2 separate regions of the Mus musculus genome follow, and region 1 is linked to region 2. Evidence: chromatin contacts called from public HiChIP or PLAC-seq data. All regions are on one chromosome and are shown on one strand. Each heading gives the region's core, a stretch centred on a gene start, on an enhancer-like site or on the middle of the called end of the contact. The rest is flanking DNA. Distances are from core to core; before and after follow the strand shown. Region 1 has its middle 12 kb from the start of Ttpal. Region 2 holds the start of Ada (adenosine deaminase).

Region 1 (6,766 bases), core at 943-3,442, 160 kb before region 2:
CACCTAACAAAGTTGGTGTGTTAGGAACCGCATTTCAAGGACACAAGATTTGGGAGACAGCACTGATAACACAATGCTTCCCATCCTGCAGACGTGTTCAAATGCCCATCTCAGTAGGATCTGCCTCTGCTGTCCTCCCTGGGATGACCTCCACACAGGCATCATCAGCCCTTCAGTCGCTCCTTCCCGTCCCAAGAAGTGTCCTCATGCATTCTGGGAGAATCAAGGCCTCCCCGGAGTTCACAGTGAGAGGGAGCTAGCGGGGGACGGGGGGGGGGGTGTGCATCTATTTTTGACTGAGATGACATCATCTCTCTGTGACTTCTGCTTCTGTTCTGATGTCACTTCTGCACCTGCTACTGGCCTGGGCCACCACCAACCACTGCTCTGTGCTGCTTGGTGTGTGTGTGTATGTGTGTGTGTGTGTGTGTGTGTGTGTGTGTGTGTGTGTGTGTGTAGTGTTGAGATTCTGGCATCTGTTGCTGTCTCTTGGGTCCCTCACCATTCCCTAGCATTGTCCTTTGCCTTCCTGATTCCTTGCAGTGTAGAGGGTGGCACCCAGGGCTCCTGCATCCTGGGCAAGTGTTCTACCTCAGAGCTATATCCCCAGCCCTGGAGTTATTTTTCTGCTGCCCAACTGTGCCAGGTATCTAATGTGTAGAGGCTGCAGACAGTGTTTCTGTGGTACGGAGGATCAAACCCAGGGCCTTGTGTGTGTTAGACAAGCATTCTCCCAACCGAGTCACATTCCTGTTGTATATATATTTTATATGACCAGCTTTCATGGGTAAAGGGTTTTATGGCCAAGAAAATATGAGATTCTGAAGGTTCTGGATTTTGCCCTTCAGAAAAAGACTGTACATGGCAGGCTGCCTTCGAGGTGATTTCCTGGGCACTGACAGGTGCATGACATATCTGTGAGAAATACTAGTCTCCCAGCAGGTAGCAGGCCACTGTGGTCACTGCCTTAGAGTAAATGGTGACCCTCTAGTCAGAGCTTTAGCCTGTAAGTTCTCCAGGCCTGCTCTGTGAAATTGTAGTGGTACATTCTAACCCAGTAATCACTCAGACAATACTGCCAACAGGGACAAGGAGTTAGCAGAGCCTGTGGCTGGGAGGGTCTCTCCTCCCACAAGACCAGCCCAAATATCCAAAGCCCGCCTCTTCTCTCCACCTTCCCTCTCCAACCCTGGTCCTCCCTACCAGAAGCCCACACTTGCCTCTCTCCTGGCCTCCCTAAACCCAGCACCCACATTCTGCAGTGTTCATATGAGACACAAATGACTAAGCCCCACTTCACCTCGCCAGGCCTCACAGAGCAGCATCCAGGTTTCTAGCCCCGTGAGGTAGTGCACATACAGGAATCTCCGCACTAGGGAGGGAGGTGCAGCAGAATCGTTGCAAATTCCAGTTCTGCCTGGTCCACACAGCAAGTCTCAGGCCAACCAGGGCTACACAGTGAGACCCCGTCTCAAACAAGAGCAAAAACAACAGCCCCCCTCTGCCATCTACTAACCTGACCCCCTCTCCCTCTTACCTCAGCAACGTTGGTCCATAGCTTCAAGACCCTTCTTGTTCTCTCTGCCTGGGTGGCTTTTCTGCCACAGCTCCAAAACCCACTGTGGGGACTGCCGAGAACCATCTGGCTCGGAGGTTGAGAGCACTGGTTGCTCTTCCAGAGGACCTGGATTCCGTTCCCAGCACAAACAGCTCACAACCTTCCATAACTCCAGCACCCCAATCTCCTCTAACCCAATGGAACACATCCTTCACAAATATACATACACGCAGGTAAAATCACTCAGATCCATAAAGACAAACAAGCAAGCAAGCATTGCTGTGAGCTGAGGCCATTAAACCCCGTGAAACCAGTAGACAAGGACAGATTGGGAGGAAGACATAAAAGCTGGGGACAAGGGTGTATGGCTGGAGGAGGCACTTCAACTGCTTGGACTGTGTGCCATGTGAATACTCAAATCATAATAAATGAATCATACCATAAGGATTTCCTTGGTGAGTTTGCATCTTAAGAGTCCCCTGAAGGACTGTATGCTGAAGACTTGGTGGCCAGCCTGGGTCCTTGGAGCTGGTGAAAGAAACCTTGAGGAAGTGGGGCCGAGTCTAGGGAGGAGAGTGGTGTGAGGAACTCAAGAGAGCCAATGGGAGTTGAGATAAGAGAGCCAAGCCACGAGGCAGTCAAGAGTGGGCTCTTACACAATGAGGGAGATGAGGGATTTGAGACTGGAGATGGCAAAGGAGTCACCAGGTTGTCCCCAGAGGTCAAATCCAATCCCAACTCTGCTTTTCAAATAATCGGTTTATTTTTATTTTATGTACATTGGTATTTTGGCTGCATGTATGTCTGTGTGAGGGGGTCAGATGTCCTGGAACTGAAGTTACACACGGTTGCAGCCTGCCATATGGGTGCTAGGAATTAATCCTGGGCCCTCTGGAAGAGCAGCTGGTGCTCTTAACCACTGAGCCATCTCTCCAGCCCCAAGTCCCAAGTCTTGGTTTTGTTTGTTTTGGTTTGGGGGTTTTGTTTTGTTTCGTTTTTTGTTTTTCGAGACAGGGTTTCTCTGTGTAGCCCTGGCTGTCCTGGAACTCACTCTATAGAGCCAGGCTGGCCTCGAACTCAGAAATTTGCCTGCCTCTGCCTCCCAAGTGCTGAGATTAAAGGCATATGCGCCACCACGCCCGGCTCCAAGTCCCAACTCTTAATGCAACAGACTCACGGGTTAAGGGTACCTGCGTGTCATTGTAAGCAAACAACCCCCATTCCTTCTCACTCCATGGTGAAGAAGAGAAGGAGGAAGAAGAGGAAGAGGAAGAAGAGGAGGAGGAGGAGAAGCACTCTTGCCCGAGGTCACCCAGCAAAGGAGCCTCATTTTGGTTTTGCGCTGGCTCTAAATGACCACTTCTCAGTCCTCCCACAGCTTCACATCAGATGCCACCCTAGACCCCAGAGGGAAGTGACTCGGAGTTCACACCCCGGAAGCTTGAGCCCTCTTGCCCCTCCCTCATTCCACTTGCCACGGGCGGAGTCTGCCAACTCCAAAGTAAGAGATGACCAAAGCACCCTGCTTGCAAGACTGCATTTTTAAAAAGTGGCGAAGCAATGCCAAGGCGTGTAACAAGATAAGGATGGCGACAGGCTCCTGACAAACCCTGAGCTGCCAGATACTGAGCAACGAATGAGTAAAGCGATTTATGGCCTGTGGGCCCAGCCCTGACAGGAACTGAAGTCGTTAGTGGGAAGATCGGCAGAAAATTCCCATCATCCCCTGCCTGGGGAGAGGCCTGACATCTCCTTTACATATTGGGTGGGGGAATAATTTCTGGGACCACTCCCCATGGGCCACAATGTGCTACCCATCTGGTTGGGTCTGGCATGCTCAGTCTCTTCTTTGCTGAAGAAACACCTGTGAGCGCTAACCATTACACCTGCTCATTTCTTCCCAGGCTTTGGGGAAGAGCGGATGAGGGAAAGCAAGGGAGATAGGGAAAACCTAGCATCAGGAAGACATTTTTCTGTGATTGGGACACCAGTGACTCACAATGTCATGTCACAGGGACCTAGAGAAGGAACCAGGCCTGGACCCTAGGTCCCCAATTTCCAGGGATGGGGGTCTCCCCCTAAACAAGCCTGTCAGAAAAATGTTCCTTAGACCCTCTGAGAATTCCAGCCTGCCCTTCAGTACTTCCAACCCACCCTTAGATGCCAGAGACCCTCCTTAGAGCCCCCATATGGTTTTTATTAAAATGGAGCCTGTATCTCACAGGAGTTGGAACAATATGGAAAAACACAGAGGGCTAAGTTCAAGATGATGACATCGACTCTCCAGAGACTGAGAGAGCTAGCCAAGCTAAGGAAGCAGTTACCGGACTGTCCCATGGGTCCTAGCGCCTCATCTCCAGCCTCTGAGCCAACGTGTGCACTGATGTCACAAAGCTGTACATTTAATAGTGTGAGTTACAATGCTATAGAGACAGTTTAAAAATCCAGAAAAGCAATATTAGACTCTATTGCATCAAATCCTCAGTAACTGTCTAACTACAGCGGAGGGGGCTGAAGAGGTGGCTCTTGGTGAAGGGCACCTGCTATGTTTCCAGAGGATCAGAACTTGGTTCCCAGCATCCATAGTCACCTGGGACTCTAGCTCCAGGAGATCCAACACCCTCTTCTGATGCCCACAGGCACTGGCACACAGGTACAGACAGATAGGCAGGCAGACAGGCAGACAGGCACACACATACACACACACACACACATACTTTTTTTTAAAAAAATTTTTAGATAGTACCTAGTGAACAGGATGTTTACAAAGTTAAAATGAGAAGGTGGCCAGGTATAATGGTGCATGCCTATAATCCCAGCACTCAGAAGGCAAAGGCAGGTGGCTTTCTGTGAGTTTGAGGCCAGTTTAGCCTGCATAAGGAGTTCTAGGACAGACAGAGTTACACAGTGAGACTCTGTTTCAGAAACAAAAACAAACAACAATGAAACAAACCAAAGATCCCCTGACTCATGACCCTCTGAACACAGCTTAGAACTTCACAGGAAGAGTTCAGGTTGTGACAATGACAGTGATTTTGGTTTAGTGTTTGTTTTGTTTTGTTTGTTTTGTTTTGTTTGAGACAGGGTTTCTCTGTGTAGCCATGGCTGTCCTGGAACTCACTCTGTAGACCAGGCTGGCCTTGAACTCAGAAATCTGCCTGCCTTTGCCTCCCAAGCGCTGGGATTAGTGATTTTTTTTTTTAAAATGTATTTATTTGGGGTAGTACACTTGGGAATGGAGGTCAAAGGACAGCTTTCAGGAGTTAGTTCTATTCTTGTGTCTCGAGTGTTCCAGGTACTAAGCCCAAGTCCTCAGGCTTGACTGGCAAGTGCCCTTACCTGCTGAGCCATCCTGCTGGCCCCTCCATATTTTTTTAAATTATCAAACATGTCACCATCTCTCTATTGAAGATTAGCTGGAGTGCCCCCAAGTGTTCACATTTTGTCATTACACCCTGGGGACAGCAAAAGCTACTATTTTCACCCAAACCTATAGTCTTTCTCTGAAAAAATGTGTAGTATGCACAATTTGGTGAATTTCATTGTGATTTTTCATATATATATTGTATTATATTATCATATATATACATATGTATTATATTATCATGTATTATATTATCATATATATTGTATCATATTATATATATGTCATATACCTGTTATATAGTATATATCATATGTGATATATTATATCACTGTATATTATTATATATTATATGTTATATATTATATATCATTGTGCTTTGACTGGGCCACCGCTCCTCTTCTCCCTCCTTCTCACTCCCCCATCTCTTTTCACCCCACCTGGATAATTCTCCTACTTTCATGTCTTATTGCTTGCATATATGTAGTTAAGTCTAGACTCTATATTTAACAAAAAACAAAAAACAATATTTTGGGGCCAGAGAGATGGCTCAGTGGTTAAGAGCACTGACTGCTCTTCCAGAGGTCCTGAGTTCAATTCCCAGCAACCACATGGTGGCTCACAACCATCTGTAATGGGATCCAATGCCCTCTTCTAGCCTGCAGATGTACATGCAGATAGAGCACTCATATAAAATAAATAAATCTAAATGATAAAAGAAGAGAAAAAGTGATGTTTTCTTTTCTCTTTCCTATTTATGTTTATGGGTGTTTTGCCTGCATATATGTCTGTGTACCACATGTGTGCCTGGTGCCCAGAGTTCAAAAGATCCCCTAGAATTGGGCTTACAGATGGTAGTGCATTGCCATGTAGGTGCTGGGAGCTGGTGCTCTTAGCCACTGAGCCATCTCTTTAGCCCCTCCCATTCCTCCTTCCTCTCTCTTCTTTCATGTCCCATACACACTATATAGTATGCTAATTATATTTAAATGTGTATCCCACATTTTAAAAAAGCGTATGCTCTTTGTCTTTCCCAGTCTTTTCACTTACTGTGAGGGTCTCGAATTCCATCCATTTTTCTACAAATGACCTAATTTTATTCTTTTGGGGGAAGGAGCTCTTTTTTGTCATTTGGGTTTTTTATTTCTTTGAAACAAAGTTTCCTGTAGCCCAGGCTGTCCTTGTACTGGACATGTAGCTAAGGATGGCCTTGGCCCTCTGATCCTATCTCCAACTTCCCTGGAGCAGGGATCACAGCATGGGCTGCCTGGAGGAACTCAGGGCTGAGGATGTAGCTCAGTTAGTACAGTCCTCACCTAGCCTGCAGGGAGCACAGGTTTTGATCTCCAGTATCCCATAAAATGGGACACAGTGGCACATGCCTGTGATTCCAGCAATCAAGAGGCGATCAGAAAGTCAAGGTTATCTTTTCATTATTCTTTACATTGGAATACAATTCCATGGTATATTTATGCGACCTTTCCTTTATCCCTTCATCTGTTGCTGCGTGCCCAGGCTAGTTCCATATCTTGGCTATAGTGCACCGGCATCAATAAACTTGTATAGCTTTCTGGAATGCTGACATAGCTTCCTCAGGATAGATATCCAGGAGCACTGTAGCTGGATGATGTGGGAGATCTATTTTTAGTATTTTGAGGAACCTGCATACTGATTTTCATAATGACTACAACAATTTACAAGCTTGAGATCTTGATTCCAAAGGGCAATTCTTTGCTTTTCTTTTGTCGCAAGGTTACATTAAAAAAAAAAAAAAAATCAAACCTACACTAACCCGATGGGTCCTAAGTCCAACCCCAGCCTTGCCACGGTACTCTCCGAGAAGG
Region 2 (7,565 bases), core at 1,610-4,109:
CTCCAAAGAGCCTCAGCCAGAGGCAGGAGGTCAGCATGCATCTTTACATACAGCAGCAACGGGAACCATGGGATTTTCTAGTCCTGCTTCAAGTGGGCACAGAGTGATAAGGGTTACTGGGTCATGCATGCACGTGTACATACCACACACACACACACACACACACACACACACACACACACACAATCTTCAGGTGCAGCAAGTACTAAGGAAGCCAGCACCCAGTCAAAGCAGGGGTCTTTCTTCTCCACGCAGGCTGATGGACCAGCAGTTTTACATTGCTGGCAGGGCATGATGACAACAGTATCTCAGTGCCACCCAAGCCTCCCCAGTCACAGTTAGAGCCAGGTGACTTGCGTGTATATCTATATCTGAAGGGCAAGGTTGGGGAGAAGGCTCAGCAGGTAAAGAGCGTGCAACACAAGTGTGTGGATCTGACTTAAATCCACACAGCCCGCACAGAAGCCAGGCATGGTAACTGCCATTTGCCATCCCCAGCACCCCCACTGTGAGATGTGAGGCAGAGACAGGAGAATTCCTAGAAACCCACGAGGCAGCTAGCCTGGAGTTCCAGGGGTGAACAACCAAGACACTGTATCTCAAACATGCTGGAGGGTGAAACCTGACACTCAAGCCTGTCCCTACACAGTGCCTTAGCTCACACATACCACATAGAAGAAACAAAAACAAACGCTGGCCCATTTCATCTGCTCACCTTGAAGTTGTCCAAGCCCCAGTCCCAACTGGTGTAGGCATGAGAAACCAAAGAACCCAGCAAAGGCTCAGGTAGATATCCTCTTATCCCTAAAGCGTTTGCAGAGATCACCCATGAAAGATGGGGACATAGAATTTCTGCTTCTTAGGTTTTGTTCTTTCATCCAAAACAAAGGTCTTGCTATATAGTTCAGGCCTGGAACTCAAAAATCCTCCTGTCTCAGTCTTCCAAATAATAGGAATTCCGGCTCTGTACTATGCTGCCTGGCTTAGGGAATGGGATTCTGAAGCTGACCCTCAATGTGGGCTTCTCTCCCAGCTTGGCTACATCCTAATTAAGCTCTGTGCCTGCTTCCCCATCTATCCATGGAGACAGCATCAGCTACCTCACCAAGTCAGGGCACTAGTTGTGTGCAGTTACAGTATGCTGGGCCCCTGGTAGCATCAGTTACGCAGGCTGGCCAGGCGCTGACCACAGTGGCTCCTTCCCACTCTGCCAGCCATAGCAGCATTTCTTCCTCACCATGACACGAGACCTGTCCCACCTCAGAGGTAGCAGCCCAGCATGCTACCTTCCTGCTGACGTCACCTTCCAACATCCAGACACCAATGCTAACAGTCCTTTTCTCCAGGTGTGGAGTCTAAGAGCCCCGAGGGAAGGAATGACATCCCAGCATGGGTCAGATGACAATACCAGGGCTCATGATATATTGGCACTCCCCCCATCCCCCAAGAGCTGTTACAAAAGGGTAGGTGCCACAGAAGTGTAACCTGTCGCTCACCTTTAGTCACTCTCTTAGGTTTCCATCAGGAGAGATGGTTCCCCTGACCAAGGGTAGGGAGAATTCAGACCATCAAAAGAAAACTCACCCTTTGATGTCTAAGAGCACCAACTGTGGTCAGGAGCCACCAGACAAGATGTGCAGCAGGCATTGGTTGGGTAGGAAGACTTGCCCTGCCCTTCTAGCCTCTAGCTAGAGGGGCAGAGTGTGTTCCCTATGGTAAGTGCATGGAATACAGGCCCACTGCCCATCTTCCCTCCCGCTCCCTCCATGCACGCATATATGACACAACATGCACACGGGATTCATACGTCTGCCACCCCGCCCCCCACTCAGCATCTGTTTCTTGGAGGGGTAAGTCTAAGGGTGACTGTCTCTGATCCCTCCCCCTGAGTTCTCAGTCCCACACTCTGCTGACCAGTTCAATTTGCCTGGCTGACTAGACAGAATCTGTAAGGGCTGCAAATCTGGCCTTGGGGACCTGGAGTCTCCCTGTTTCCAAGAAGCCACAGCTTGCAGAAAGACAGATAAAGGGTTCTCCTCTGGGGTCAAGGGCTAAAACTTCATCCCAAATAAACCCATATGGCCAAACGGTCAGTATGTGTAGGGGTTCCTCCTGGCACCCTGAAGCCTCTATCCCTTCCTTTTCTGGTTTGGATCATAGATTTTCCCACGGGCGCACCCACAAACCTAGGTTACCTGTTGCCCACAAAGTAATCATAACACTTAAGTATAAAGCCATACACTGAACATTTAACAGCTAGAGACCCTGGGCCCCATTCTACTGGGGCTCAGACACCCAGGTCCTAGCCCAGTCCCACACAGCTGTGCAGCCCCGCCGCACTGGATGCCCATTGGCAGACAGCGAGGCTGAGACCTCCAGGGCACAGGGCATAGGCAGCAGCCGAACCCGAAGGCCGACTGGAGGCACTCCCAGGTTCGCATAGACAGCAGCCGAACCCGAAGGCCGACCAGAGACACCCCCAGGTTCTGGACACTCCCTGCCACATCGTCTCTCGCTCGACATCCCGGAAGCAAGCTAAGGCCTGGGTCGAGGGGAGATGCCTGCGGGAGTCCCCCTGCCACTCCATGCTTCTAGGTTAAAGGCGCCAAAGGCTGGGCCCCGCTAAGCCCCGGGACAGCCCGGGACAGAACCCTGGCAACGGAGCCCCTCGGTGCTTACTTTGGGTTTGTTGAATGCGGGTGTCTGGGCCATGGTTCCGAGCGTGTTCCCGGTTCTCTCCGCCGAAGCTCTCTGGGTCTGCGTTGGCTCGCTGGCAGGGTCGCTTCCCGATGGCTCTCAGAGACCGCGGCCCGCCACGCTCTTTTTTACCGGGCTGCCCCGGCACAGCCCCGCCCACGCTACGCCCACAGAGAGACCCCGCCTTCCGGAGCCACGGCCCCGCCCCCCCCCCCCCCCCCCCGCCTGCAACTCTGGCGCGCATTTCCCGGAATTCTGAACCCCAGACCTTCCCTGCTGGCTACACCCTAGGAAGCTCCCAGGTGAGCCCCCTGCAGACGCGACTCCAATGTCCTCACCTGCCCCTTCCGGGCCCCTTCAGTACCGAGGCTTCCAGTGTTGCTTGGGCGCCTACTTTGTGCAGGCTGAAGCTGGAGCCACACAGTCCTGAAGCCTTATGGGGCTGGATTTTGAGGGATAGACCCACTTGTTGCAGAATCACAAGGCAGAAGAAGTGTGTAATTAGGGAGATTTAGCGGCGACTGCCGGAGTTCACCAGGTGAGGGCGGGTGGGATGCAGAGAACACTGTTGTGTGTGAGAGAGACTCCTGAGAACTAAGTCTCCAGGGTGGCTGGAGACAGGGGGTGGACAGGAACACACAGTTCATCTCTCCTGGGGCAGTTACGCTGGAGAAATATGCCCACGTATCGAGATGTATTTAGAATGCTCACATCAGTGCTGTGGGTAAATACAGTGGACTGGTTTCTGCAGCAATAAAGCCAGTTTCAGCTACAAAGCACAGCACATGTGCTCAGACACAGTAGTGAAAGGGGGGCAGAAAAAAAAATACGCTGCAGAAAACTTCATACTATGGTCAACTTCTAGAACATATAAATAACAACATATGCATCAGGGAGGAGAAATGGGAAGCAAGGGAAACACTCTTAAATCTCAGTCCTGCCATCCCTGGGGTGGGCCATGCTGACTCTGTGGGAAGCCTAGGGCACATGGAAACATCCATTTAATGGTGGTATCCCAGAACTAGGTGAGATGCAATTCTCATCTGAAACTAAACAAACTTACAAATAAAGAGGAGGGGATGGGAAGGGGAGAGGGGAGCTGAGGCCAGCAGGCGAGGTGGAAGCTCAGAGAGATGTCACTGAAAGTTTGTCAGTGGTTTCAGGACAGCATCACACTTCTGTTTGGAAAACTCCAGCTGTTCCAAGTCTAGAAATTTAGCCAGGGAGACTTCACAGGTGAGCTGTTTAGAACCATACTCTAGGTTTGGTGGGATTTTGGGGGCGGGATGCAGGGCTATATTGTAGCAAGTTCCTTAAGTAACTTGTGCGCACCTTGAGGTGGGGATGCCCGGGTGTCCTTACATGAGGGGACAACATGAAAGGAGCTGGAGAAAGCGTGGTACACCAGGAAAGATCCAGGTGTGAGACCGTGGCGACTCTGGGCAAGAGGATGGACTCAGATCCCTGCTACTTGAAAGCAGCAGAATACAGATTTGGGATTCAGTTGTTTGTGGGAGTGAGAGAGAGGGTGGATCAAAATGGTACTTCTAAGACAGGGATGGGAATACTTGTGCCTGTAATCTTAGTATTCACCAAGCTGAGACAAGAAGATGCTGAGCTATTATTGAGATTTTTGAGATTCTGTTGCAAAAAAAGAGAAACATTTCCAACACATTGTAGCTTAGTGGGAGGTTTCTTTGTTACTTCAGATACATGACCATACACCATCACATGTGGACACACCCTCCCTAGCCCTTGTCCTGGAAGCACTTTGAAAACATCATTCCATTCAATCTGTCTACACCCTGTGAAGCAGAAACTGTTATCAGTCTACAAATGAAGTCGCCGAGGCCCCAAGAGGGCACAGGCCACTGGGCTCCTGGAAGATTAGTGCACTGCAAGGGAGGGTGGCACTTGAATTTGATTCTGACTCTATAGCTGGGCCTGGGCTGTGTCAAATCTTTCTCCAAAGTCCATCCAACTCATTCTTTGCAAATAACTTCCTGGTCCACCAAAAGTGACAAGCCTTTGCTGATCCTGTCTTTGCCTGATGGAGTCTTGCCCTGGGATGTCCTGAAGGACTTGCTCTTAGAATGTGGCAGAGGAGGCTACTGAACTTCCTTCTCTGGAGGGATTTGGGGCTCTTTCAACTTCCACTGGGACCTCTGGTTTTTGCTCTGGGAACTTGAGCCACTAGAAGACACCGTCACTGGTGGGAAATCCAGTTGGTTGCTGAGCCAAGCCCAGCTTTCAGACACCCCTAAAATCCCACTATGTCAGACACTGTAAAGTCAGCCCTTCAGCAACCCAGGTGACTTCAGTGTCCAGGGAAGCGCAGCCTTCATACCTTACTTACAAAGCTGTGGCAGGTGTTTCTCATCAGCCACCGTATCTGGTGGCAGGGACTTCCACCTGCCACAGCCCTGCAGAATGTGTGACTCCATCCTGACCAGATGTGGAAAGTGTCTAGATTCTGGAGTGTTTGAAATTCTGCTCTCTAGGCAGGACCAAACTTCTGGAAAATAGCTGAGTGGGGTGGGCTACAAGCCTTTGGTAGGCCTCACCACTGGGTACACAATCTGTCCTTCTGTCAAAGGAACCTTACAGTGTCCACAACACCATGGACTCTTTTGCCTGTGGCACAGGCAGGGGCCTGGGGGAAGGTGACAAGATGGAGAAGTGAGCCTGTTTATTCCCTGCACTCCCCAGTCATCAAGCAGAACTGTCTTTCTGGCAAGGCCATAACTTCGGACAGGCTACCCCTCCCTTCTATTCCCCCAACACCTCCCCTTTTTTCCCCATCTCCAAGGCAGTGACCCCAAGAACTGCCTCATGTGTGGCTGCTTTCCCTGGGCCCCCGTTGCCTCCATTAGGGTTTTCCTATTAGCAGATCCTGAGACAAAGTTTGAGGTTTATTTGAAGAGATTGAAGGAAACACCACAAGGAGAATGAAGAAAAAGGCAGGGCAATGAGAAAGCCTAGCAACAGATAGGTGATGAGTCTGAGCTCTGCACTCAGCCTCTGGGAGCTGTCGGGGTATGCAGTTAACCCAACTGAGGGCCTGGGGAGCAAGGGGCTTAGACACACACTCTCCTCCATCATTGGGTGTGTTTGTGTGTATATTTTTGCAAAGAACAAACCCCAGACTTCTTGAGTGGCAGAGAAGCACTGTATTTCCCTATCCCCTTCCCCACTGTTGTTCTGGTATTGTTTAAGTCTGATTTCACTCTCTTCTCAGTACCTGTAGTTAGTTCAACATAACTGAGCTTACTCCAGTGGGTGCATAGTACCTGCTGCAGAGACAGACTGGCCTGGGCTCATCCAGGTGTCAGTGAGAAGAAGCTTTCACCGTGTAGAGGGATGCCAGGGTTACTTGGGCAGCCCATAGGCATAGTGCACACCTTTGTAGACAAGTCTCTCAGACTTTCCACCATACTCTGAGTGTGTCACTTGGTCCTTCCAGTTGCTACAAGCTGGCTTTGATCTCCACACAACACACACCAGGCCCAAAGTGGGAGGAGGGATGGAGAGAGATGCCTTCCCCCAAACACATTTTGCTCATAGCACACTTTATTACTGAGATAGATTCTCAAGCACACTGGAACTCTGGCTCTCCTAGCCTCTGTGCAAAACCAAGTTCAAGAGCTAACCCCAACCAGGGTGGAGTGGCTCAGGGCTAATCCCAAACAGGACAAAGTGGTTCATGCCTGTATTTCTAGTGCTTAGGAGATGGAAGCAAGATTGCCACAAAATTAAGGGCTACCGAGTGAGACTCTGCCTCAAATATATGTAAGGCCAGTTCCAGTTAGAAAATTGCACTATGGAAATTGCTTAAGAGTGATTTCCAGCTAAGACAAGTTAGGCTTTGCTAATAACATTGGTAACCCAATAGCCAGCCAGTGTAACAAAGTAACAAAGTGTGGGGGTTGGGGTTGGGCAGGTGTGCTTCACTTTAAAAAATCTGCAATCTGCTAGGCCAGGCCTTTAATGCAAGCACTTGGGAGGTGGAAGCAGGCAGATCTCTGTGAATTCAAAGGCCAGTCGGTCTATGTGAGTTTCAGGACAGAGCTATGTAGAGAGAGAGCCCCTGTCTCAAAAACTAAAACCTAAAAAAGAAAAAAAAAAAAAAAAAAAAAAACCTCTACAATCTTTCACTGGTGACCTCTGTAGCAAAGAGGATGTATGCAACAAATACCAGGCCCAATGCTGATCCCTGGTCCCTGATCCCTGAGGGTCTTGCTGCTTCAGTATTCTGGGTGGGTGGTCCCCTCCAGTTCTGATGAATTTACAGCACTCGCCCTGGATGTCAGGTTGACCACAGCCAGTCAGAAGAGGAAGTTTGCGGAAGCCAGGCTCAGAAGAAGCACATTTAAGTCAGTAGGGGTCATTGTAGTAGGGTAGAGCTGGATCAGGGGTCACAGAGACAGAGACGGGTGGAATGGGCTGGGAAATGTAGTTTAGGAACATCTAAAGTCGGCCGAGTGGGAAGGTATCTTCCTTGAGGAAGCCCTTTTGTTCCCCTTCCCAGAAGACTTGCTATCATCTTCCTGAGGTCTGAAAGCCCTGTGGGGAACTGGATTCAAGAGCACACATTGGTCTTGCAGAGGTTCTGAATATGATTTCCAGCACCCTGTGAGATAGTTCACATTGCCTGTAACTTCAATTCCAGAGGATCTGACACCCTCTTTTGGCCTCTATGGGCACTTCATTTATGTGCACTCCCCATATCTATAAATAAATATAAAGGTAAACTACGGTCTAAGAAAAAGTTGGGTGTGATGGGGCATGCCTGTAATTCCAACACTTGGGAAGGGGAGGCAGAAGGAATGGGTCATCCTTAGCTACATAGTGAGAGCTGCATGAGGCTT

Evidence for each region. HiChIP or PLAC-seq counts read pairs in DNA pulled down with a chosen protein or histone mark.
Region 1: a contact with region 2 is called in a FOXA1 HiChIP or PLAC-seq map of pancreatic cancer cells. The contact joins the enhancer-like site here to the promoter of Ada in region 2. A contact is called at or near these places in 14 of 39 promoter capture datasets (3T3-L1-derived adipocytes, the C10 cell line, the HPC-7 cell line and 11 more), 1 of 15 datasets of contacts at CTCF or cohesin (large pre-B cells), 2 of 484 Hi-C or Micro-C datasets (B cells and urothelial organoids), 6 of 115 datasets of contacts at active chromatin or transcription factors (astrocytes, bone marrow-derived macrophages, embryonic stem cells and 3 more) and 3 of 9 other capture datasets (adipose tissue, embryonic stem cells and liver).

What each region holds. Positions count from the first base shown.
Region 1 is chr2:163,587,334-163,594,099 of GRCm38.p6, forward strand. No RefSeq gene overlaps it. Among named protein-coding and RNA genes, the nearest start is that of Ttpal, 12 kb to the right of the region's middle. Within about 2 kb of position 2,193, at least 36 of the 459 cell types and tissues checked have an H3K27ac peak or open chromatin away from gene starts, as enhancers often do. A contact at or near this core is called in bone marrow-derived macrophages, microglia and pancreatic cancer cells, where this site is marked.
Region 2 is chr2:163,747,380-163,754,944 of GRCm38.p6, forward strand. It overlaps Ada (adenosine deaminase), which reads right to left and starts at 2,860. Exons shown (of 12, transcript NM_007398.4): 1 at 2,680-2,860. The coding sequence starts at 2,712. RefSeq lists an enhancer at 6,038-7,172 and cis regulatory regions at 6,077-6,088, 6,978-7,177.